Regions from separate parts of the Mus musculus genome. Here regions 1, 2 and 4 are each linked to region 3. The links are chromatin contacts, called in public promoter capture Hi-C maps. All regions are on one chromosome and are shown on one strand. Each heading gives the region's core, a stretch centred on a gene start, on an enhancer-like site or on the middle of the called end of the contact. The rest is flanking DNA. Distances are from core to core; before and after follow the strand shown. Region 1 has its middle 25 kb from the start of Gm31154. Region 2 has its middle 12 kb from the start of Gm40050. Region 3 holds the start of Postn (periostin, osteoblast specific factor). Region 4 overlaps Gm31154 (a long non-coding RNA gene).

The links. Promoter capture Hi-C pulls out the DNA fragments that hold promoters and counts their contacts.
Region 1: a promoter capture Hi-C map of second pharyngeal arch cranial neural crest shows a contact between it and region 3, with 5 times the contacts expected there. The contact joins the enhancer-like site here to the promoter of Postn in region 3. A contact is called at or near these places in 19 of 39 promoter capture datasets (the 3T3-L1 cell line, 3T3-L1-derived adipocytes, the HPC-7 cell line and 12 more), 2 of 15 datasets of contacts at CTCF or cohesin (the NIH/3T3 cell line and stem cell-derived epiblast-like cells), 13 of 484 Hi-C or Micro-C datasets (the 3T3-L1 cell line, the C2C12 cell line, CD8 T cells and 7 more), 8 of 115 datasets of contacts at active chromatin or transcription factors (the NIH/3T3 cell line, craniofacial prominence, embryonic fibroblasts and 5 more) and 4 of 9 other capture datasets (adipose tissue, liver, macrophages and 1 more).
Region 2: a promoter capture Hi-C map of frontonasal cranial neural crest shows a contact between it and region 3, with 4 times the contacts expected there. The contact joins the enhancer-like site here to the promoter of Postn in region 3. A contact is called at or near these places in 10 of 39 promoter capture datasets (the 3T3-L1 cell line, HPC-7-derived erythroid cells, cranial neural crest and 7 more), 1 of 115 datasets of contacts at active chromatin or transcription factors (fibro-adipogenic progenitors) and 3 of 9 other capture datasets (adipose tissue, liver and pancreatic islet).
Region 4: a contact with region 3 is called in a promoter capture Hi-C map of the 3T3-L1 cell line, with 6 times the contacts expected there. The contact joins the enhancer-like site here to the promoter of Postn in region 3. A contact is called at or near these places in 16 of 39 promoter capture datasets (the 3T3-L1 cell line, 3T3-L1-derived adipocytes, the HPC-7 cell line and 8 more), 6 of 15 datasets of contacts at CTCF or cohesin (the NIH/3T3 cell line, embryonic stem cells, liver and 2 more), 51 of 484 Hi-C or Micro-C datasets (3T3-L1-derived adipocytes, the AtT-20 cell line, CD4 T cells and 18 more), 6 of 115 datasets of contacts at active chromatin or transcription factors (embryonic fibroblasts, embryonic stem cells, fibro-adipogenic progenitors and 2 more) and 3 of 9 other capture datasets (adipose tissue, liver and pancreatic islet).

What each region holds. Positions count from the first base shown.
Region 1 is chr3:54,556,923-54,563,223 of GRCm38.p6, forward strand. No RefSeq gene overlaps it. Among named protein-coding and RNA genes, the nearest start is that of Gm31154, 25 kb to the left of the region's middle. Within about 2 kb of position 3,534, at least 24 of the 459 cell types and tissues checked have an H3K27ac peak or open chromatin away from gene starts, as enhancers often do. A contact at or near this core is called in cancer-associated fibroblasts, craniofacial prominence, heart atrium and 1 more, where this site is marked.
Region 2 is chr3:54,609,817-54,616,057 of GRCm38.p6, forward strand. No RefSeq gene overlaps it. Among named protein-coding and RNA genes, the nearest start is that of Gm40050, 12 kb to the left of the region's middle. Within about 2 kb of position 1,980, at least 18 of the 459 cell types and tissues checked have an H3K27ac peak or open chromatin away from gene starts, as enhancers often do. A contact at or near this core is called in fibro-adipogenic progenitors, where this site is marked.
Region 3 is chr3:54,358,573-54,364,103 of GRCm38.p6, forward strand. Postn (periostin, osteoblast specific factor) reads left to right here and starts at 2,535. Exons shown (of 22, transcript NM_001198765.1): 1 at 2,535-2,695; 2 at 4,055-4,153. The coding sequence starts at 2,571. Gm31095 (a long non-coding RNA gene) reads right to left here and starts at 2,499. Exons shown (of 2, transcript XR_375670.3): 1 at 2,347-2,499; 2 at 1,090-1,678.
Region 4 is chr3:54,514,038-54,519,724 of GRCm38.p6, forward strand. The region is part of intron 3 of Gm31154 (a long non-coding RNA gene); the gene reads right to left. Among named protein-coding and RNA genes, the nearest start is that of Gm31154, 18 kb to the right of the region's middle. Within about 2 kb of position 1,589, at least 1 of the 459 cell types and tissues checked has an H3K27ac peak or open chromatin away from gene starts, as enhancers often do.

The sequences.
Region 1 (6,301 bases), core at 2,284-4,783, 200 kb after region 3:
AAGGAAGCCAGCTGAGCAAGCCATGAGAAGTAAGCCAGGAAGCAACATTCCTTTATGGCTTCCCTTCAGCTCTCTCCTCCAGGTTCCTGCCTTGTCTTCCCTCAAGTGACACAATTCAGGACATGTAAACCAAACAAGCCCTTTCCCCTGTGTTGCTTTTAGTCACAATGTTTCATTTCCACATTTCCAGCACTTTTAGTGGCCAACATAGTCTCATTGTAAAAATATGTAATCAATGTAAAAAGTAATTTTAGCTGATGTTGTAAACTCTCTTGGAAAATGCACATATATTTGAGAAAAAGATTTTTCTGTGGTGCTTTTCTGTTTGTTTGAGAATTCCTTTGTGCGTAGCCAAGGTAGGGCTAATTAATGATTTTCATTTATTTTTCATGGCCAAGAGAAACTCAAGGATCAGGATCAGAAACTCATTTTTAGATATTTGAGCCATGCTCTCTCCCCGTTGCTCTTTTTTTCCATCTCTCATTCTCCCACCCCCTATGAATATATGCTTGCACCTTAAAAGAAGTTCTCAGACTCACAGGACATGACACTCATGGCTCAAAAGAAGTTAGCCAGAGAAAAGGAAGAGGCACTCTCAAAAACCTTTGGTTTCTCTTTGGGTTACCAAAGACTCTGAGCCTTGGGTCACCTCCAAACGCCTGCATTGACTTGGAAAGCAAGAGCGTGTTCGTGGCTCTTTAACCACATGCTTATTCATGAAATAAACATTATTTTCACATACATCTTCTTTATTGAAATGCCATGCTTCATAACTAAACAAGGATGTATACAAAGGTATTTAAAAGTCAAAGGTCAAAGTGCTGGAGAAAGCACACATATATGCATGTGTTGCCCAGGCTTTCCATAGTTGACATATACGACTGTCTTCTACAAAAATCAACAGCCAAGAATGTTTAGAAAAACACTGCAAAAAAAATATCAAAAATACACAAGCTGGGCCTGGAAAGATGGCTGAGTGGTTAAGAGGTCTTCCTGCTCTTCCCCAGCGCTTGGTAGCTCACAACTGTCTGTGACTTTCGTGCCAGGAGATCCAGTGTTCTTCTCTTCTGGCTTCCAAGGTACCTGTAATCACATGTACATATTCTATACATAAACACACATATATACACATAATTAAAATTGATAAAGATAAGTCTGTTAAAAATTCTGAGGAGACATTTATCTTGGGTTGGACTAGCGCTCCTACAAGGCCAACAGCAAGAAGGGCCTCCATAGGTAACAGTTCTATATACCTGAGAACTGTGGATGATGGCTAGATCTGGGTTAGGGACATTTTAAGGAAATTTATGGAAATCGTTGGGGGGGGGATTGTGAATATTTTAAGACTCTGCCTCTATAGAACCAGGGCTAACTCGTCGGCCTAAAGTTGAGCTAAACGGACATGGTGTTTGTAAAAGTTAATAAATGAATTATCCTTTCTCCCTCCAGCTTCAGACATGACTGCAGGATGAGAGGAGAAAGAAAACAAGGTATGTTTTATCGATAGTAGATTCAGAGATAAGGCCTCCATGTCTGGTGGTTATGAACTTCCTAATAATGGATCCTCACCATGAAAGATCACCACGGTGGGAACTACCACAGAGACCCACAGCTGGACAACGTGCGGAGAGAGAGCTACTGGAACCATCCACCCTCAGTGTGATGTCTCCATCAGCCCATACCCCTTAAGGCTCGGGGATCTATGTGGAAAGATTGTGAGAGCCAGAGAGGGTGAAGGAAACCAAGGAAACAGCATCGTCCAGACACAGCGGGACTGACTTCCATGTGAACTCAGAGTGTCACAGAAGTACAAAGCCTGTGCAGGTTCAAACCAGACAGGGTCCCAGCTCTGAGAGGGGGAAGTGGACACTAGATCCCTCCCTTAAGTGAGAAGACATCTGCAATTGATTCCTGCTGGCAAAGAGAAAACTCCTTTTTTCCCAATGGAGTCTCACTGGCCATATCAACCACACTGCAAGGCAGGCCCCATGTCAGGAGTTGTCAATACAAAGGGAACTGAATGGGATTCTGTTGCCTTCTTTGTTTCATTTTGCTTTGTTTTGGAGTTTTTATCTTATTGCTTATTTTGGATTGTTTTGTTTTTGTTGTTGTTTTGGAAGGAGAGAGAGAGACCTTTTGTTTGGTTTTGTTTCTTGTTGGGGGTGTTTGAGTGTTTTTTAAGAGAGTGAATGAGCAGAAAGGCTTGGATAGGATCTGGGAGAAGCTAGGAGAGGAAAGAGCATAGACTGTCAGTAACAGTAAGTTAGCTGGCCCTCTTCCCCCCAAGTCAGCATGCATACATCCTGCCTTAAGCACAAGCCTTGGAAAGTCACCAAAGTTAGAGAGAATTTCCTTTGATAGTGCACTGCCTGCCCTGGGGAACCTAATGATAACCACTGCCTGCAGGCCTTTCCCAAACCCTCCCGCAGATAATCTATGGATCCGAACCAATGCAAAGTCTGAATGCAGGAAAACTGGCTTCTCTTGGTGCTGTAACTGTAATTCTCTAAGAAGCAGTCCAAGGTGCCCTGAAGATGCAGGAGCCTTTAGGCTAAGTGGTCTTTGATTGTTCCCAGAAGGTGCCCTGATGTTCTGGCACATCTCCCCTGGTTTCCTTCTGCCACACCACTTTCCCAAAAGAGTCAAACACAAATCCCAGTGCCAAGCAAGTCCAAAGGTGCCTGAGCCCCCTCAAACCCTCCGCACCTCAGCTGCTATCCTTCTGCCAGAAGGATCCAGCCAGCTCTGGGGGTGCACTTAACCAATGGCCTCAGAACTTAGAATCTAACATTCATTGTTCCTCTGTTCCTGCTTTTGGCCCACTGAGTTCCTATCTGGGAAAAGTTCGCCAGCTGCCAAGAGCCAGGTCATAACACACTAACTGCCCCTAGCTTGATAAATCCAAAGAAGGCATCTTGCTCTCAAAGGACTTTGCCAACCACTTTTTTTTTTAGATCTCACTATATCTAAAACAGACAATGAAACTGTGCATGAATTAAACTGTAAAAAGGAGAAATGTTTAAATTAAGACCAAACTGTACACCAAGGTGAACAGCAGAAACAAAATCTCAATTATGAACAGGAACCACTCTAGAAACATTGTTCCTCTGAAGCAGTAGAAACCACCATGCACTTTCTTCTCCCTATGCAAAAAACAATGGGAAAATGGACCAGAAGAGCCATGGGCCCCAGGGACACATCTGCTTAGCTGTCTAGTCTACAGAAAGTCTGAGTCCAGACCCTTGGGAAATCTATTGTTCTTAGGGTCTACCTTCCCTCTAACAGTACTTCTGGTTTATAGATTCATCCCCGTTGGATTTCAAACTTTAGTGGAAGCTTTGAGAAAGATATTTAGATGTTCAACTGAAACAATCACACCCTAAAAAGCAGCCAAGTAAAATAAACTAGGGAATTTTCTGATTAAAAGAAAAAAAAAAAAAACTTCAAAGAAATTGCAACCAGATGGTTCCCTTCAACCACTGATTTATTTGTTCTGAAATGTGAACAAGAGGAAGCAGGCTGTAGCAGAAAGATTGGTTTAGACATACTGAGGGCAACGCTTGTTAAGATGGGGAGGGGTGGAGAAGAGAGGAAGGGAGATAGGGAAGGAGGAGGGAGGGAGGGAAGAGGGAGACAATTTTGTAGAGTATTTTAAGGGTAGGTCTCTATAAATCTATTGACTTTTAGAATTTAGGGTCTCAATAAATCTTGGCCAAAGGTCAAAATTTGAGTAGCAGCTGGGGCAGAAAGTTGTAGGGATTTAGCATCATCGCTGATGAAGGCTATCTAAGCAAACAGGCTTAGTGTGCAGGGCTCTGGCGTTAGTAATGGGCCCTACTGCAACAGTGACAAGACTTCTTTATACTCAGAATTCACCCTTTTTCTAAGTCATAAAAAGAAACTGAACGAGTCTATTATCCCACTGAGAGGCATAATGGATTTTAAGATTCCTTCTAACTTTCAATCACCCAACTGCAACAAGACACAAATAGCCTTTTTAAAGAATATTGTTAGGGTTATTATTGCTGTGATGAAACACCGTGACCAAGCAACTTGAGGAGGAAAAGGTATATTTGGCTTCTACTTCCACATCGTTATTCATCACTGAAAGATGTCAGGTCAGGAACTCAAGCAGGGCAGAAACCTGAAGTCAGGAGCTAAAGTGGAAGTCAAGGAGGGGTGCTGCCAACTGGCTTGCTTCCCATGGCGTAGAACCCAGGACCACCAGCACAGGGACAGCACCACCCACCATGGGCTGAGCCCTCCCTCATCAATCATTAATTTTAAAAAGATTCTACAAGCTTGCCTACAAGCCAATCTTACAGAGGCATTTTCATAATTGAGGTTCCCTCCTCTGAGTTGACTATAGCTGTGTCAAGTTGACATTAAACTAGCCGGCAGAGCTATCAAACTATGGGTTACGCTGCTTTGGCTAAGGAGGAAGGCCACCTTCCCCCTCTAAAGAACAAGCCTTTGCCATCAGATCCAAGGAATAGAAAATGTGCTTCTAGAGAGTGGTGCTCTGTACAGTTGGAACTTTGGTGCTTTGGTGTGAGGGAGAATTTCAAATGGGAGATGAGCTTGTTGTGGACCTTCCATATCAGTTAATAAGGTCAACATTATAAGAGAAAAGAATAGGATACATGCATGGAGAAGTTTAACAAGGACTGTAGGTTTAGATTTTTCAAAACTTACTTTAATTGGGCATCTTATGCTTCAACCTCTCTTCTAGCCCATCTACTAGAAGTAGGGGGAAGAGAGGTTAATAGGAAATAAGGGCTGTAGACTTGTTTAGAAGTAGTTCTTGGGATGATTCCAATCTTTGTTGTCAAAATATCAGGAGTCCAGCCAAAAACATCAAACATGAATGGTTGGTGGCAGTCCAGTCCAATTGGCAAACACCAAACCCAAATCAGTAGCAGCTGCTCAATACAGAAGAAACCAGAGTCCTCAAGGATCCACCTAATAGGCATGAGTCTGAGGAAGTGGCAAAAGGAGCTGGAAAACCGCGAGAAATTCCTTTGTGCTTTTCTCTCTACAAAGTCGCAACAATCAGAGATCAGCGGAGATCAGTGGAGCATTGCAAGGTGAACCAATGCAAGAACATCATTTGCTGTCTTTTGGATTCTACTTATCCTCTTAATTGTACTTATGCATTGTGTGTCTCCTCAAGTGTTTGCCTTAGCAAAACAAACATCCTCTCATAAGGATTCCAGAAAAACATCACATGACACATCTGAGTCTCCAAGGAAACCAGAAATTTCTACTTCAAGGAACTTTGGGAGAGATTAAAAGGAAAGCAGAATAAGGAAGGAATAGAATTGAAGAGGACTAAACATGCTCTGCAAATGGCTGTCCTTTGGAAGATGTGTTAAGTGGTCATAGCCACCGCTGGAATGCATGTAAGCTGGGCTGCTGCTAGTCCTTGGTAGCTCATTGCTTGCCTGGTATGAAAGAGGCCCTGGGTTCATTCCTGAGACAAAAACAAAAGATGTCTTGCTGATGAGCAGTCCGAGCAGCCAGATAGGCTATTTCCACCCAGGTTAAAACATGTGCTTCCACTTACAACACAGCTTATCCAGTCATTACAGGAACGAGAGTCTCCTACTATGGCTTGGACAAATGTATGCCAACAACTCACATGTTAAAAGCCTGGTCCTCAAATTGGTGTTATCAGAAGGTGCTATGGATACTCAAAGGTAGGGTTGACAACTGGGAAGATGATCTTCTCTTCTTTCAAGTCAATTGCCTCATCATAGCAATGTTCAAGGACTAAGGCTACATCCTGCAGGCAGAACTTCAGCAAGCCACTAAGGATCCCCTAAATATCTCAAGCAGTGATGGGGAGAACTTTTCCCTGCCCCTTGCATTGAAAAAAGAAGAAGAAGAAGAAGAAGAAGAAGAAGAAGAAGAAGAAGAAGAAGAAGAAGAAGAAGAAGAAGAAGAAGAAGAAGTAGTAGTAGTAGTACAAGGAAGGTGGTGCAGATCCCAAACCACTGTGTCAAAGAGGAAACAGGACCACATTTTAGGGGCAAGTCTCTGGTCACGAGTATGGCTGGATGCTCACCCCAGTCATCAAGTTGCCTAGTGCCTAGATATCTGCTCTCAAACCTGTACAATCGACATAAAAATTGGCAGGAACTTTAGAGAACCTACACCAAGAATTTAGTCAGTTAATGTGTATAAGGGATGTGGCAGCATATCTACCACATAGAAACCGCTCACTAGCCCACAGTCAGCTAATGGATGGATCACAGGGCTCCCAATGGAGGAGCTAGAGAAAGTACCCAAGGAGCTAAAG
Region 2 (6,241 bases), core at 730-3,229, 250 kb after region 3:
ATCTCATTGTGGATGGTTGTGAACCACCAGGTTGCTGGGATTTCTTCGGAAAAGCAATCAGTGCTCGTAACCGCTGAGCCGTCTCTCCAGCCCTAGCTGTGTCTTCGGTAACAGAAAGACAATAGACTCTACCAGTGTGAGTTATTAGGATTAAAAAGTTGTTGCATGTATTTCCTCCAGGAGTCAGTTCTGGTTTATGCTAGTTACATCGCAGTACCACCACATTGGCTGGCAGTTCAAGTGCAGAAATCCACATGCTATCTATCTTTTACAGATGTGGTCCAACTCCATTGCTATTTGTCACGAATGATTGTTATCAATGGTTCAGGGCTCATAGGGAAACTTATAACTGCCAGCAACTCCAGTCCCAGGGACTCTGTCACCTTCTTCTGGTCCCCCAAAGGCACTCTACACACATGGCACACACATATAATTCGGGCACGTACACATACATCTTTCAATTCGGAGCTCCATGTCTTTAGAAACACACGAAGTGTTTGCTTACATTGGGCTGCTGCAGCCCAGTCAACTGTGATTTTAAACTGTGATTTTTTTAAAAGCAGTTCTACCCATACCTGGCTTGGAACGCAATACTTTTGGCTGAGCTCAACTACAATTAATTTAAAATATACTGAAATTTTATGCTCCTTTTGAACTAGCTTTTTAAAAGTACATCAAGCTCAATGAAAAAAATGTGCCCCCCCCCAAAAAATAATAATAATGCACACCAGATAGTTGCATCAAAGGCTCCCTGGTTGATACAGTGCTGACGTGCAGGGTCGGAAAGCTCACAAAAGCCTTTTATTTTATTTTGTGGACTGGGTTATTTTAAAAGATTTCAGTCCTCTTCGGAGAATGTTCCATAAATAAGTGCTGTTCTTGCACTAGTGGCCGGGAGAGTATGTCCTATTGACTAATGGCTAATGCCTTAAGCAGTTTGTGAGGTGTGTGGATTTATGTGTGTCTAATATTGGCTTGAAATATTTTCCTGGAAGCTATCAAGTTAAGCATCTCCCAAGCTCACTAAGTACCTATATTATATATCAAACATATATATATTATATATCACACACACACACACATATATATATATATTATATATCAAACATATATATTATATCAAACATATATATATATATATATTATATATCAAACATCAGCCTGTCACCTGGAAGACACTGCCAACCAGTACTGCTCTTTGCTTTGATTCTTTACTAAGCCTTCTCCATCTTCGGTCTCTACCGACATTTTGTCTGTCTGTTCCCAGCAACTCTTGCAGGCCTGTAGCCACACTTTTTCTTTCCTTTTATATTATGATTTACAAACCTCAAATTCTAAGTTCTAAGGAGAAGAGCCAAGCAGGAGAATGAACACACACACACACACACACACACACACACACACACACACACACACCAGATCTCAAGGGAAAGCATCCACTGGAGCGGAGATAGCATCCCTGGCAGTAGGGCCTCACGCTGGCTTTAAGGAGCTTAGCAGGGAGAAACTGGGTCCAGGTTTCCCTTGCTGACTGCATCTTCCAGGTGCAGTGCTTTTTCCACTAGCAAGGCAATACGGATGCTGAGGAGCTAAAGCAAAGAACATAACGAATTCTAAGACACTGTCTCTGGCCTTCCTTGTCACACTGTGCCTGGCACCTCACGGCTTCATCATCTCCCCACACCGACAGATAGCCCTGTTTATCCATCCAAGAGTTTGTGTTGCAATGGCTTCTAGTTTGGGGACATCTGGTTTTCATCGACTCTGCATGTGGTCTGGGAACTACTGTCCTAGAGTCTCCAGTCGTTAGGTAACAGAAAATGATGGCGAAGACTTTAGCAAGTAGGATGAAAGCACTCCAGTCTCAGAACCTGAACTTTCATGATGGCAGGCTCCCCTGCCAGAAGTCTGGTACTGTATTTCCTGTTTATTCCAGAACTAGTGGCAAAGTCTCCATTCTTGTGGTTGCAGTCTTTCAGCTTCCAGTAGTAACCAGATCCCAGAAACGATTATATAATCCGAGGTCATCTGCCTCTCGGGTGACAGCTAACACTTCCTCTTCTTGAGTTGAATTTTCAGTTTTTTAATCGCCATTGGAAAACACGTCAGACCCATTTAATTATTTTCCTTAAGTAGTTTTAAGATTTTTATTAAAGCTTTGTTTTTATGTATATGAGTACTCTATCTGCATATACACCTACATGCCAGAAAAAAAGTATCAGATCCGATTACAGATGGTTTTAAACCACCTTGTAGTTGCTGGGAATTGAACTCAGAACCTCTGGAGAAACAGCCAGTGCCCTTCATTTCTGAGCTGTCTCTCCAGCCCTTAAGATTTTCTTTTAAGACAGGGTCTCCATCAGCCTGTTTTGGAACTCACTATGTAAATCACACTGGCCTGAACTCACAGAGATCCATCCACCTCTGATTTCAACTCTACTGGGATTAACATTGTATACCTACCACACCCATATTCATCTTGCTTTCAATTATACTCAAGTATGTATATCTGTGCACATGAGTACAAGTACCTCAGAGGGTATTGGATACCCTCAAGCCAGAGTTAGTTACAAGTGGTTGAGAGCGGCCTGACACGGGTGCTAGGAACTAAAGTTGGACGCTCTGCTAGAGCAGCAAACACTTAACCTCTGAGTCCTCTCCCCAGCCCTCCCAACATTTCAGTACAGCTCTAATTCATGGACTCATTTCAGCTCTGCAGAGGAGATCACACACAGACATCAGTGTTGTAAATGATATGTAGATACAAGAGAAACAAAATCAATGTAGTCAATAGTCAGGGAGCAAGAGTTCCTCATAAGCCAGTTGATGCCGTGGTATTTAAGGGCAGAGCAGAAAATGCTTTCTACTGGAGACTTTGTGTTTAGTAGACGAGGGAAAGTAAAGAAAGCAACACAGATGAAGTTCAGGCCAAAGGCACAGTGCTCATGCACACTGTGAAAGCAACAGAACAGCCAGTTGGTGGGGGGTTATACTGCTCTAGTTAAAACTCAAAACAGTAAACCTGAACTTCACTCAGTCCCTCACAAAAAACCATTAACTTATAATGGCTAAAAGCCTGGGGGTGGTTCCTTCCTCCCACCCATACACATCCTGAATTGAAGGTGGTAAGATGAACTGAGATTCCAGACCAGCGTCTTAAGAGCTGTGTGACCTTGGGAGAGGTTCTGAAGTCTACGGAGCTGTGTGTTGGGTGAAATGTTGACACCTGTGGGGACTGCACTCGGAAGGCAGATGTCTAACACTGGAGCCTGAGCCTGCTGAGCTCTCCACAACTGAGGGCTGTTCCGTCTGAGCAGTGAGCCCATACTCCGGAAGTGAAGTGATTGGATGGATTCAAAGATAGTGATCAGAATGAATCAGAGTGGGGACTCAGACCAGCTGAGCATGGGGTGTAGACAACGCCAGCAGTTGGGATGCTGAGGCAGAAAAATCAGTCTAAGCTCCACAGTGGAGTTTGTGGTCAGGCTAAGCTATAAAGCAATAACCTATTGGGAGAAAGGAAGGAAGGAAGGAAAGGAGGAAGGGAGAGGGACGGAGGGAGGGAAAGTAAAAAGAACACTACTAATTCTTTAAAGCATATAACCTAAACATGTAAATATTTAAATATATATATATATAGTATACATTAATATTAATATCAATTAGTTGATTGATTGGATTAATTTGTATTAATTTATATTACTATTACTATGTTAATAATACTAATACTAATATGTATTTATATAAGAATATGTATTATATACTTCTGTAAGATATATATATGATATATATGCTTATTTAAGAATATAAACATTGACAGGAAAGTTGGCAGAAATAGTCCAATGGTGACTGTGTCAGAACTTGGGCATCATCTACAGAAAGCAGTAAAAAGGACCTACTAGTCAAGAATGGCTGTGAGATTTCATGGGCCAAGGAAGTCGTGCTTCACTATTTATTTAAAGAATCAGTAATTAGCATAGTAAGAAGTAATCAGAGTGGAAATATGGCTTTCAGGTTTCTCTGTTGTTGTTTTGTTTTTCAGGGTAGGGTTTCTATTCTTTTGCTTACTGTAGTATTGTATGCTGAGCATGTTCTTCCTCTTAGCATGATACCTTGAAGACCACCCCTCATGCCGTGCCTCTCCCTCTCCTATGGATTCCCCTTTGGTTCCTTACACAATGTTACATCTACTTCCCTCTAGTGTACACATGCTTGGCTTTATGTGACTACATAAAATCTAGAAACCACAATGAGAGACTGCAGAATATCTGTCTTTCTGAGACTGGGTTAATTTGCTGACTGTAACTGTCTCCAGTTGCATCCATTGTCCCTCCCACAAATGACACAACTTCATTCTTTACAGCTGAAAACAGTTCCCCTGTCGGGCTCATGAAGCACACAGTCTCACCCACTCCTCTGTTCTTAGACACCCGAGCTGGTTCCCCTAGCTATTGTGACTAGTGCAGCAGTCAGGCCTGGGTCAACTTTTAGGACACGTTGATTTGAAGTTGTTCAGGTAAATGCCCAGGAGTGCTATAGTGGATCATATGTCGCATCTGCTTTTAGCGTTTTGAGAAATCCTCAACAGCGACTTCCATAGAGGTTGGATTAGCTTGCATTAAATCAATCATATTCAACAACAAATATCATATTCACAAAAGCATTTTAGCTTGAGAAACAATTTCCCATTAATTGTTTCTCTTACTTTTCTTAGTTTCATGAGATTTCATTTTTTAGATCTTTGGCCCTATGTTCTAGGTGACAGGAATCCTACTCAGAAACTCCTTTCTTTCTTTTTTTAAAATGTTTTTCTTTTATTGATCCCCTCCCCTACACACACACACACACACACACACACACACACACACACACACATAATGTATCCTGATTGTGGTTTTCTCTCCTATTCCTCCCCCATCTCCCCTTCCATATGAATTGACACCCCTTTCTGTCAATAAAAAGACTTCTAAAGGACTGCTTAGGGGCTGGTGAGATGGCTCAGTGGATAAGAGCACTGACTGCTCTTCCGAAAGTCCTGAGTTCAAATCCCAGCAACCACATGGTAGCTCACAACCACCCATAATGAGATCTGACTCCCTCTTCTAGTGCGTCTGAAGTCAGTTACAATGTACTTATTTATAATAAATAAATCTTTGGGCCAGTGGGAGCAGAGACTGAGTGAGTGGAGTTGAGCATGGCCCAACAGAGCAAGCAGAGGTCCTAAAAATTCAATTCCCAACAACCACATGAAGGCTCACAACCATCTGTACAGCTACCGTGTACTCACATACATAAAATAAATAAATAAATCTTTTTTTCAAAAAAGGACTGTTTAAAAATAAAATAAAATAAAATAAGTAAAATAAAATGATTAAATAAAACTCAACACATCAGGATTGAACAAAACAAACAAACAAGAAAATGAACTAAGGAAAGCATTCAAGAAACAGAGACCAATTCATTCTCACACTGAGGAATCTTCTAAAAATTAAAATAAAATAAAATAAAAATTAAAGTCCCAAACTGGATGCCATACCATATACATACACAAAGACCTATAGGATTAAATGAGATAAGAAAAAAATACAGGGCTGGAGAGATGGCTCACTGGTTAAGAGCACCAACTGCTTTTCCGAAGGTCCTGAGTTCAATTCCCAGCAACCACATGGTGGCTCACAACCATCTGTAACAAGATCTGATGCCCTCTTCTGGAGAGTTTGAAGACAGCTACAGTGTACTTACATATAATAAATAAATCTTAAAAAAAAAATAAATAAATAAAAAGAAAAAAAGAAAAAAAATACGTAAATAAAACTAAATTAAAATAAAATAAAAGACTATGACAAAAATGAAAAATAAAAATAAGGAAAGCCCCAACATGACATTATAGGACAAGCAACACCCAGAGACGCCACCGAATCTGTTTTCTGTTGACCATCTACTACTACTGGACATGAAGCCTAACCTTAAGAGTAGTTTGTTTTCCCCTGAGACCCCCTTGGAGGAAGCTAAACTTTCATTTTCAAGTGGTTATCAATTGGAGCTAGTTTCTGGGTTCGAGATAGGAGCATATATCCACTTCTCCTTCAGCTCCAGAGCCCCATCTCTTACAGACACATGCCCTGTGCATGTTGCATCTGTCTCTGTGAGTTCACATGTATTCGTGGGGGGGGGGGGTTGGGTGGAGATGTTAATTTATAGGGCTTCATATTTTGGTGTCTTCCATCCCCTCTGGTTCTTC
Region 3 (5,531 bases), core at 1,285-3,784:
CCGCGAGGAGTCCCAGGGACTGCTGGAGTTTGAGGTTGGTTTCACAGTGGTGAGTAAGCGTGGCAGTGTAATGACCTCATGGTCTCCCGAGGCCAGATAACAGAGAACTGCCTATAAATCAGCATGCCGCGGCTAGAGAGAAACGGCCCTGTTTCTCAGACACACTATCTCTCTTCAGCTACATAATGAACCATTTCTTTCTCAGTAATGACTTACATCTCTGGGTCAGACTTTGCAGCCCTGGAAAGTCGGACTTCATTTTCATGATTTCCGTCATCTTCCCGACTGGTAGGAAAATTGCAGGGGTCAGTAGTGTCAGCATAGTTTCACAGAGCTGAAGAGAAAGGGCCCTGTGTGGAGAGCGACTTTTGATGAGAGCCCCGGAAGAGAGTGTGCCCTTCCGGGGATTTTTTTCCCAGTCTCTTCTACAACTTCAGCTAGCTTCCCTTCTCAGTTTCAAAACTGCCTTCCTTTTCTCAGCCGTCCCCAAACTGGCTCAGAGCCAGACTTTAGCTTTGGACTTTCTTCCAACAATTAACATACAGCATCACTCTTCTGACCTGGCCTCTGTTTCTCAAGCACTCTGATTTCTTCATCTTTACCTAAAATCTCTACTCTCGTTCTTCTCAAGATTTATGGGTGATCTGTGTGTCTCCGGCTCTTTTTTTTTTTTTTTTTTTTTTTTTTGAAGACCTCCCTGATGTCATTACTGATCCTAATTGGTAAATATTTTCGAAGGGTTGGCATTTGTTGACTTGATGAGAGTTTGGTAAGTCTCAAACATGATGCTCAGAGTGGAACGATTTCAGATTTCTATTATTGGACACTATAAAAAGGGGGTTTCAGGGTGCCTTTTTGTCATACGAGAGTATGCTTTGCCTTGTGCCAAACAGTGAATGTGTGCTGCTTGTCAGAATACTGCAGTAACCTCATCAATAAACATTCTAACAGCCAGTTGGTTGATATCAGATAGACCTTATGTGCATGAGATACGGCTGCCTTTTCATTGAGCAGTTACGGACAGCCCACCATTTGTACAAACTAAGAGTAGCAAAAACTATTTATAAAGCAAACAAGAAAAAGAGGCAGTTAAAGTTAGAATAGTTTCATTTAGATAAATATAAATAAGAGATTAGATTTCTATCACACAAGTGCCCTGGAAGGAACATAGTTTACTTTCCATGATAGCTTCTCTCCCAGTTCTCCAGAGATAGTTTTATACACTTTCAATCCTTTAATACCAAAATTTCAGAAGTGACAGAGGCCTCTGACTCATCTTCAAACTGTGTTGTTTGGCTGTGTACTTAATAAATTAGCTGTTAGTTGCAGGATTATTTTAACACTGAAAGGAAACTTCTCATGGGAAGCTTACACATCTCTCCAGATAAGGAATTCTCTCTGGACTAATGTGGCCTCCCTTCAACTTTTCCAACTGTAAAACAGCCACAGTGTCTTTGCCTTGTCAGTGGGAAAACAATACTGACACCCATAAATGGGTATGGGGGGGGGCTTCACAACACAGCACAGAAAACACCCCCCTCTCTAGAGATGCTTTAAAATGTGTGCATTCACAGAGACTGATGGCTGTTTCCATTCCTTGCCAACTGAAGCTTCGTATCTTCGCAGCTTCTTCATCGAAAGGTTTCTCTGCATCTCATATCTGGTCATGTGTGAAGACCTAAAAAACAAACAAAAAACAAAAAAACAAAAAAACAAAGTGTCTTCCCTCAGCTAAGAATGCTGAGGTTCAACTCCAAGAGAGTACAGTTGTTCTTACAGAAAGCAGAAGGATACTCTTGGCAGCAACCCTGTTTCTTAATATGCATTTAATTGCCACATTATTTCTGGATTAGTAATACTTGTTTCCAGGGCTTATCAGAGTATGCAGTGTGTGTGTAATGGAAAACAAAAAAAAGTAAAATTGTGAGAAAGATAGATAGATAGATAGATAGATAGATAGATAGATAGATAGATATATTTCAAAAGTTAGAGAAATTCTCCCAAAGTAGATCTTTGTTACTTAACCCTCTATACTCATTATGAGTTGAAAAGACATGGCCCCAGTTTCATAGGACTTCAAGGGGCATGTGTCTCTTCCACATAAGCTGTGGAAATCACACTTTAAATGCATTGTACATCTATCCAGGATTTGGGTTAAATGCCCCTGTGATTTCTCTTCTCCGTGTTCTGCTGTGGAGTGATTTAAGTGCAATCAGATCAAACCAGGAAAGTAACTGAGCTCAGAGACACAGAGTGTGGTGGCAGAGACAGAAGGCAGAGAGATCCCTAAACTCAGAATCAGCTCTTTTCGCAATGTAAACCTATAGAAGTGAAAAACGGGCTCACCATGATTGAAAACAAATAGGAGACAGAGTTCAGATTGCTCAGAACCCAGGAGATTTCCAGGGACAGCCCAGGGCTGCTGGTGCTTCTGTAAGGCCATCGCAAGCTTCAGGTTGGCCCAGCGCCCCCTCCCACAGCCTTGCTCCCTCCCACAGCCCAGAGCTATATAAACTCAGCTCTCCAGAGCACAGGCCAGATCTCTTCCTGGACGGAGCTCAGGGCTGAAGATGGTTCCTCTCCTGCCCTTATATGCTCTGCTGCTGCTGTTCCTGTGTGATATTAACCCTGCAAATGCCAACAGTTACTATGACAAGGTCCTGGCTCACAGCCGCATCAGGGGTCGGGATCAGGGGTAAGTCCCTGGCTTGTTTTATCTTTATGTCTCACTTAGCTTGTTCTAGAAATATGCGTGAAGTTCCTTGTAAATGCACCACAGGGGAGCTGTTTTACTTATTGCAAGGTAATAGGAAAAGAAACAATTATGGGTCTTCTATAAATATACATATATAGATGTAGATAGATATACAGTTACTATGACATATATATGCCTTAAACTCATAAGAAGTGCTATCAACATAGCAAGTATTTTTAATTGATGTGGGTTGTTAATTTTAATGTAATTAACGAAATACAGTTTGGTAATCCTTACTAATTCAGTTTACTTGGCATTTTATTTCTTTCCATTACTGCAGAATATGGTTTTCAAAATCAGAGTGTCTGCTCTTTAATGGTATCATGTCAAAGGTTTTAAGATGTCCTGCAAGATATCAGTGCAAATTTCCTTTGTTTTGTATGTGAAAATTTAACTCTGGGCTTTTTGGAGTATTTTTTTAATCTTCTAGGATAAATGTAGGATTTTCAAAAGTTATTAGAAACATCTTAGTAACTCAAGCAAACATCTGCACACTTTGCATGAGACTCTTGGCATTCCTCCCTAAGCCTTAGGGGGATTTTCATTTTTCTGAGTTCTCAGAGCAGTCTGCTTAGCAGTGGAGTAGAATTTCCATCCCTTTAAGAGAAAGCAAGCTTAAAATTGCAATAGAGAAGGATACTCTTACTTGTTCTCTTTAAAGAAACAAATTTCATTTGTGTAAAGGCATTGTTCAAAAGTTACTTTTAACACCAATCTACTTCTGTAAGCACCTAGGGAGTCACACAGCAGAGTGTGAAGTAAAACCTGTGTCCTTTACCATCAGTCTCCTGCTGTCGAGAAAAATCCTGAAGCTACCCATCTCCCAAATGAATAAATGCTTAGTTTTAAAATAATGGAATTTTTCTCTATTAACAGTAGTTTGTACATAAATCTAAACTCTGTTAAGTCTAATTCTGTTAAAATATCCCTGCCAGGTTAACTTTTTGAAATACTGGTATAAGTCTCAAGTATACAGTGGTCTTCCCTGCCTTCCCCTTCCTCCCCCTTCCCTTTTCCCTTCTCCTCACCCCTCCCCTCCCTACATCCTCTCCTCCCTCCTATACCCCTCCCTTTTTCCTCTTCTCCCTCCTCTTCCTATCTTTCTTAGACTTCTGCTTTTGCCAGCAGCTCAATAGAACTGGGACAGGAGTTAGCTTTATACAAAGTTGAGATCTCATCTTGGAATGTCAGGACTTCACCCAAACATTTCTTTCAGTCACCTGACCTGTAATTGGGAAGAGGCAGGTGCCATAGCAATTAACTCTTTTTTTCCTCGCCCTCCTCCCTCTCTATCTCCAGCCCAAACGTCTGTGCCCTCCAGCAAATTCTGGGCACCAAAAAGAAATACTTCAGCTCCTGTAAGAACTGGTATCAAGGTGCTATCTGCGGGAAGAAAACGTGAGTCTCACCCTTTTCTTTATTGAAAGTTTGAAGAGCCTACAGGATGGTATTTGCCTCTTCTTGGGCACACACCCCAGTTGAAGATACTGTCCAAACTCATGTGTTTTTAAAGCAAGGCACATGCACAGGCAGAGAAGCTCCCTCTCAACACCACTGTTATAAGAGTAGATTTCTCTCTAAGTGCATAAGCTGAAGAGGCCAAAGCAGGCCCTGTGACCATGTGATATGTCCTGAATCTATGTGAAAAAAAAAAAATGTGGTCTCTACTCATTGTACACTCTTTGTTGTTTTGTCCTCTTCTGTCTTAAGAGATCCTAATACACTCTGTGTTTCATTTGCTTGTCTTATATCTATACACACACACACACACACACACACACACACACACACACACACACACTCAGAATCAAGGAGAACAAATTGATATGAAATGTCAAATTGTAAAAGCCCAAATAGATGTTTCTCCAGTCATTTAGACATCATGATAAAGATTCCACTTCACCCCTGAATTTTCACTAAGCACAAAGTGAGAAAGATGTTGCACTTTCCACAGGCTGCCTGATCCCCAGGAAACCATTACAGTGACAGTGAAGCCCATCACTTGGTCGAATATTCCTGTAGCTAAAAGGATGATTCTCCCATGGTTCTGCTGTATATTTCACTGATCAACTTAGAGATGGAAAACATGATTGACGATGTAGTAGACATGTTTGTTGATTTATTTCACTATAGCTATTGGTAAGAAAAATAAGAACACTAGGTCTATAAAAGTTAATCACTTGCCCAATTTATCATTTTACAAAGAGGGTGCTGTCTCAAAGGTAGGATAGCTCATGTCATCCCAGTGTTGAAAATAATGGAAGGGCCCCTTGCTGCCATCAACCTGATCCTCTATGAGGTAGCCTTGAGGACTGGAGGATCTGAATATGTACTTAAGATACCATGGTGAACTTCATGTACCCTCTAAAGAGGCTGAGGCAAGAAGACTGCCCCAACCTCTACAACCTCTAGGATACCTTGAGCTCCAAAGTGAGAAACCTTTAAATACATACATACATACATACATACATACATACATACATACATACATAGAAAGACAATTTCTATCCTCGTGCCATTGGGACAAACACTCAATGCAGAACTATTTAAGCTTGGGAAGTCAGTGATCTTCCTATGTTGAGTGTTTAAGGAAAGTATTTTCATGTTCTTTCTGGAAGTTAAAGTCATCTTATTTTCACAATGTAACTATATTAGAGATGCCAAAGTTGTCACACAACCAAAGTCGAGTCTCTTGTTTTCCATTAACCAAAAGTTGTGCTGGTAGCCAGACATTTTACCAAAACTTTAACAATGTACCCTTGGCAAAATTTCCTCC
Region 4 (5,687 bases), core at 339-2,838, 150 kb after region 3:
CTACAAGAACCTTGGTTCTAGAGGATCACATTAAAATCAGTTAGAACAGTTATATAGTCAACATGAGTGTTCAAGGGCCCAACCTAAGCTGGTTGACTAGAGTGTTACAGAAATGCTCTTGATTTTCTTTCTCTTCATGTTTCCCACTATAAAACTGCAAGAAGTATTGGGAAAAAGCTTCAACTCTCCTCTGTACCATGGCTCCACCCACCTGCTCACTCTTGTCTTCCAAAGAAGAGAATGATGTAGTTAAAGACACAAAGAAAGCCCTCAACACCATTTCAGTCTTGGCTTTTGAGGAATAGATCTATCCCAAGATGAACTTGCTACCTTCCTTCTACCTGGAGTGGTGAAGACCACAGTTCATGGCAGGAACAGTGTCACTCAGCTGACATCTCAACTCTAGGAGGTTGCAAGTTTAAAGCCTGACGAAAATATGTTATGATGTGATATAAGAGAGATGAGGGGAAAGAGAAGAAAAATAAGGATCCTGACTGTTGCAGATCAGAGTTCCAAGTCTTCTTTCATGACAGATATTGACAGGCCCACATCTGGCCCAAAGTGTGTCACCAGGTGCCATTTCCAGTTATGTACACTAAAAGGTACACACGATCTTTCGGGTGAGGTCATGAGTCAGACCTGAGTGGTGAATTAGGAAGACTTGTTTTGACTGCAGAACCCTGCTTCACTCTGCATTACATTTTTACCCATAGGAAAGAGAGCATCTTCATCTTTATAAGAACACCAGGGCTGAGTATTGGTTCGTCCCTAACTAGAGAAGAACTCACAACAACACCCAGAAGAGAAAGTCCATGGGATTATATAGATGGCTAAAGCTGGGTATATTTTTCAAAGATTTATTTTATGTTTTATGTGTATGAGTATTTCCCCTTCATGTAGATATATGCACCACATGTATGTAGTGCCTGTGGATGCCAGCAGGAGGCATCAGATTGTTTGGAACGGGAAGTATAGATAAGTATAAATTGCCATGTGAGTGCTCGGAACGAAACCCAAGTCTCAGCAAGAGCAGTAAGTACTCACAACAGCTGAGCCATCTTTCAGGCCCTAAAGAGAGTCAAAGGTGACCCAGTCTCTCAACATCACTACCATGTCTATTTGCAGAGAGTTCAAACTCAACAAAAAGGCTATTAATGGCTCCAGCTAGAAAAAGAAATTTCCTCTAACAAGGAATGTTTGGTCAAAGTGGATGCAGGCAGAAATAGCTGGTAGTGCCAGGACACTCATTCTCAGCCCAAGGTACCAACAGAGGGCAAGAAGTGCCTCTTCCAGTCTTGTTTTTGTCCACCATTCATCTGCAGCCTGCTAGTGGTACCCTGATCACACCACAAGGACCAGACGTCCCCACAGGTGGGCTAAAATGTGGCATCTTTTCAAATTAGAAATTCACCCAAAGTGACTCATATTTCTAAGAAAAGTAATGTTAAGGCATTAAATGACACAGGACACACAGAAAGTATTTGTTATTTAAAGCAAAATTGGGTGAGTGTCATTGGCCTCTCCCACTAAACCTGGATGTATAAGGCAGCCCATTTCTCCCTTTTCACCACAAGGATTTGAAATCCTGGACCTAAAAGCCAATATTCCATCATCCTTTGATTAATACTTTTCTAGCTCCCTCTGGGCCTATGTTCTCATGCTGTGGAATTCAAAACTAGTCAAATAAAATTTGTGCTATAAATTGCAGATTTCTCTGATAGCTCGCTGACTTCATTGCTTTTTCATTTGTTTGTTTCTAATAACATGGAAAATTAAGGAAAATATCATAAAATATATGAAGACATCAGTAATGCATTTTGGTAAAAATTGGGACTTCATTATGTTATCCTGATTCATCACAAATAATAAAACTTTTAATGTAAAAAAAATTCTATAGGCCTGGATAAAAACAGAAACAAAATATCTTCAATATATTTATATATTAATAACAACACTCAAATTTTGATTATGATTTTTGGTCGAAAGACATTAACAAAGTCTACCACACTGTCATATAGCCTGAGTGTCATTTATTTTCTAGAGGTTTTCCTGAATACTTCTTGATGCTCATAACACACATACACACACACACACACACACACACACACACACACACTTCCACATAGTCTATTTTTCATGGTTTTTTACACATATAAACATTTTTTCAATTTATTGATGAGACAAAGTGATTTTTTTTACTTTAATTTCTTTAATTTCTCAATGAAGAAGCATCGCCAACTTGACACAAAGTTTCTCTATCAGCAAGGACCAAGTGAATGAATGAATAAATGAATGGTGATCAAATAGCATTCTCATCTATCAACCCATAGAAGAAAAGTCGTTTTCAGACAGCAAGTAAAAGTGTAGCTTCCTTTTAATGAGCAAGGATTCTACTTTTAAGAAGAGGAAAGAAATACACAACCAGAGAGAGCCATTACTCAAAATCTGTTCCTTAATTTAGATACACATATGCATGCACATGCATACACATAGAAAGAGAAATCTAATCCCATCTACACTGCCCATTAATCAAAGTTAATTGTGGGTGAAAAAGAAAACCATATAAATAGAAAGCCAAGACCATTATCAATCCTATTTTATATCCCTGAATACATTGTTCTTCATACTAGTTATTTCAGATAAAACAATTGTCAATCAAGATTTCTTGAAGTTTAGGCAGGGGTGTTTGAAGAGCGCATTTTAGTTGACATTCTTAGAGTAACCACATGCTTTTGTAGAAAAACACACATCCCACTTCCTAATAGTATACTCATATGTAAAACTCAATCCCAGACTGAAAAATACTCATTCCAGTAGATCCTGGGTGGAGACTGTTGAGTTTGCAACCTGAGTAAGTAGTAATAAATTACACCATTATCTGTATTGTTTTTTGTTTCTCGTGCGCACGCGAGTGCCTGCATGCCTGCGTGCGTGTGCGTATGCGTGTGCGTATGCGTGTGTGTGTGTGTGTGTGTGTGTGTGTGTGTGTGTGTGTGTGTAAGCAAGAGGACAGCATGTAACTCAGAGGACAACCTCAGGTGTCATCAGAAAGAGCACTGTCTGCCTCATTTGAGACAGCATCCCTCATTAGTCTGAAGCTTGCCAACTAGACCAGACTGACTATCTAGGCAGCTTCAAGGGTAATCTCATCTGTGTTTCCCCAGTACTGGAGATATGAACACACCACCAGCCTCGTGTTTTCATATGTATTCCAAGGGTTGAACTAGGGGCCTGCAAGACAAGCATGTGACTGACTGAGACATCTCTCTAGCCAAACTTTTGTCTTTAATTGATATATTTCAGACAGGTTGTTGGGCCTAGGTTCATAGGTCTGCCAGAGTCTAGTCTTTGACCCTAACGTAGTGTAATCTTACTCAAAACAAGCAACAAATTGTTACAACCTGGTTATCAGTTATTTAATAAAAAGGTCCTTGACTCTGGAACATTCGATAATGTCCTTATTTGCTGTGAACTTTAGCATCTGCCTCTTTATTCCCTGTAGGTCATGATGAAGCTCAATAGCATGAATCATACATACTAAGCACATTGTATTAATTTGACCCAGCGTGCTATTTCTTCACTTGGAAATTCACTCAACTTTTAATTTTCTGTGTGAAGCACAAAAGAACGACTCACTAGGGACGTGCTGTTCCAACTTTTCTTCTACTGACTTTTTGCCTCATTTGAAATGTCCAATATGCAGAAAAAAGACAGTAATTTGACAATCTAAATGATGGTATCTCTAACTCTGGAGGGACTTCATCCAGGTCCGAAATGAAGACATTGTGTTCCTTGTCAGTAACACTTCATCATGATGCTCAACAGGTCATTCAGACACCAGAGTGCTGCAAAGAGAGAAGTCTGCTGTGTTCCTTTCTTCTTCTATTTCATATAGAATAACCACCTGACTTAGGTTTCTATTACTGTGATAAAACACCATGACCAGAAAGAAAGAGTTCATTTAATTTTTTTTAATTTCTATATAACACTTCATCTCTGAGGGAAGCCAGAGAAGGAACTCAAGGCAGGAACCGGGAGGCAGGAACTGAAGCAAGAGGCCATGGAGGAACACCGCATGCTCCTCATGGCTTGTTCAGCCTGCTTTCTTGTACACACCAGGACTACATTCCCAGCATGGCACCACTCACAGTGGGCTGGGTCCTCCCCTAACAAGAATCCATTAATCAAGAGTCCATTAATCAAGAAAATGCCTCACATATTTGCCTACAGGCAATCTAATGGAGGTACTTTCTCAATTCATTTTCCTTTTCCCAGATAACTCTAGCTAATATCAAATTGACAAAAGACTAACTTGGAAACTACCCAAAGAAATTAGACCCGTGCTGCTCATAAATCTTTGGAAAGTTTAATCAGCTTTTTATAGCTGGAAGGATAAAGCCATACAAATATTATATGTGTATGGTTGTTCACATGTGTGTGCTCATATGTCTGCAGGCATACATGTGTCTGCATTCATGTGAAGGTTTATGGTTTAAGGTTTATGAGCATCTTCCTCAGTCACACTTTCTTCTGCTAAACACAGAACTGGCTAATTTGGCTAGTATATCTAGCCAGCTTGCCCCAGGGTTTCCCTGTCTCTATTTCCCAAGCAGTGGGATCATAAGTATGTTGCAAACCTCCCCCTGCCTCCCAGATTTCCTGTCACTGATGGAGATCCAAAATCAGTATTCACACTTGCATAGCTATTCTTGCAAAAACAGCATCAGTACTACATGGATGTGAATTTTCGGTGAGATTTTTCACACCAACTCTGAAAATATAAGAGAAACAGAGGCACAGAAAAGAGAACGACTTGGCAAGTCATCTGGAGTGGAACCTCCTTGGCATAACTGGCCTCCAACAAACAAAATCACAAAGAACATGTCAGAGCTGAAGCTGGCTTTGGAGATATTCCATATCTGCTCTTTCTTTGATGACACCATAAATAAAACTATCCAATGATCAACCACCACACAGTCTCTTAAAGAACACTTGGGGGACACATTCAACTTTTAGAACACCATGTCTCAGAGAAGCTGTTATAGTTGTGTATGTGATGCATAGTTTAGTTGGGTATAGAATTTCAGGTTACAAGGTTGCTTTCTATACTCAGCTTAGATCCTTTGCCCATAGTTTATATTACTTCTGTTCAGCAGTGTGAGCTATTTTGACTCCTGTCCTTTTGCTACATGTATGTTGTTTGTGGTCTCCTTGCAAGGCTTTAAAATATCTTTCTCTTAGGTGTGTGTGTGTGTGTGTGTGTGTGTGTGTGTGTGTGTGTATTGGTTTTTACTTATATGTTTGTTTGTTTACAATGGTCAGGTTCCTTTACTGTGCTGGGTTCTTTGTAGGTCTCTCTATCTAAAACTCATGTGGTACTACATGGAATCATCTAGTGTGTACCTATGTTTTTCTTTTCTCTAACCACAACCTCTCTCTTGATAATATGATTTGTCAGATGTTAGCCTCCAAGGTTGATCATCTGCTTGCTTAATTCTTTTCCTCAGGTTGTATGTACTTATCTTCTTGTTTTTGTTACTGGGATAATTCATCAGTGTCTTCCAAACTTTACAAATGATTTTTATCCTTGCTGTATGTAACCTTTTATTTTCCACAAGCTCTTTCTTTTACTCTGTGTGGGGATAGTTTCCAAGTTAGTCTTTTGTCAATTTGATATTAGCTAGAAT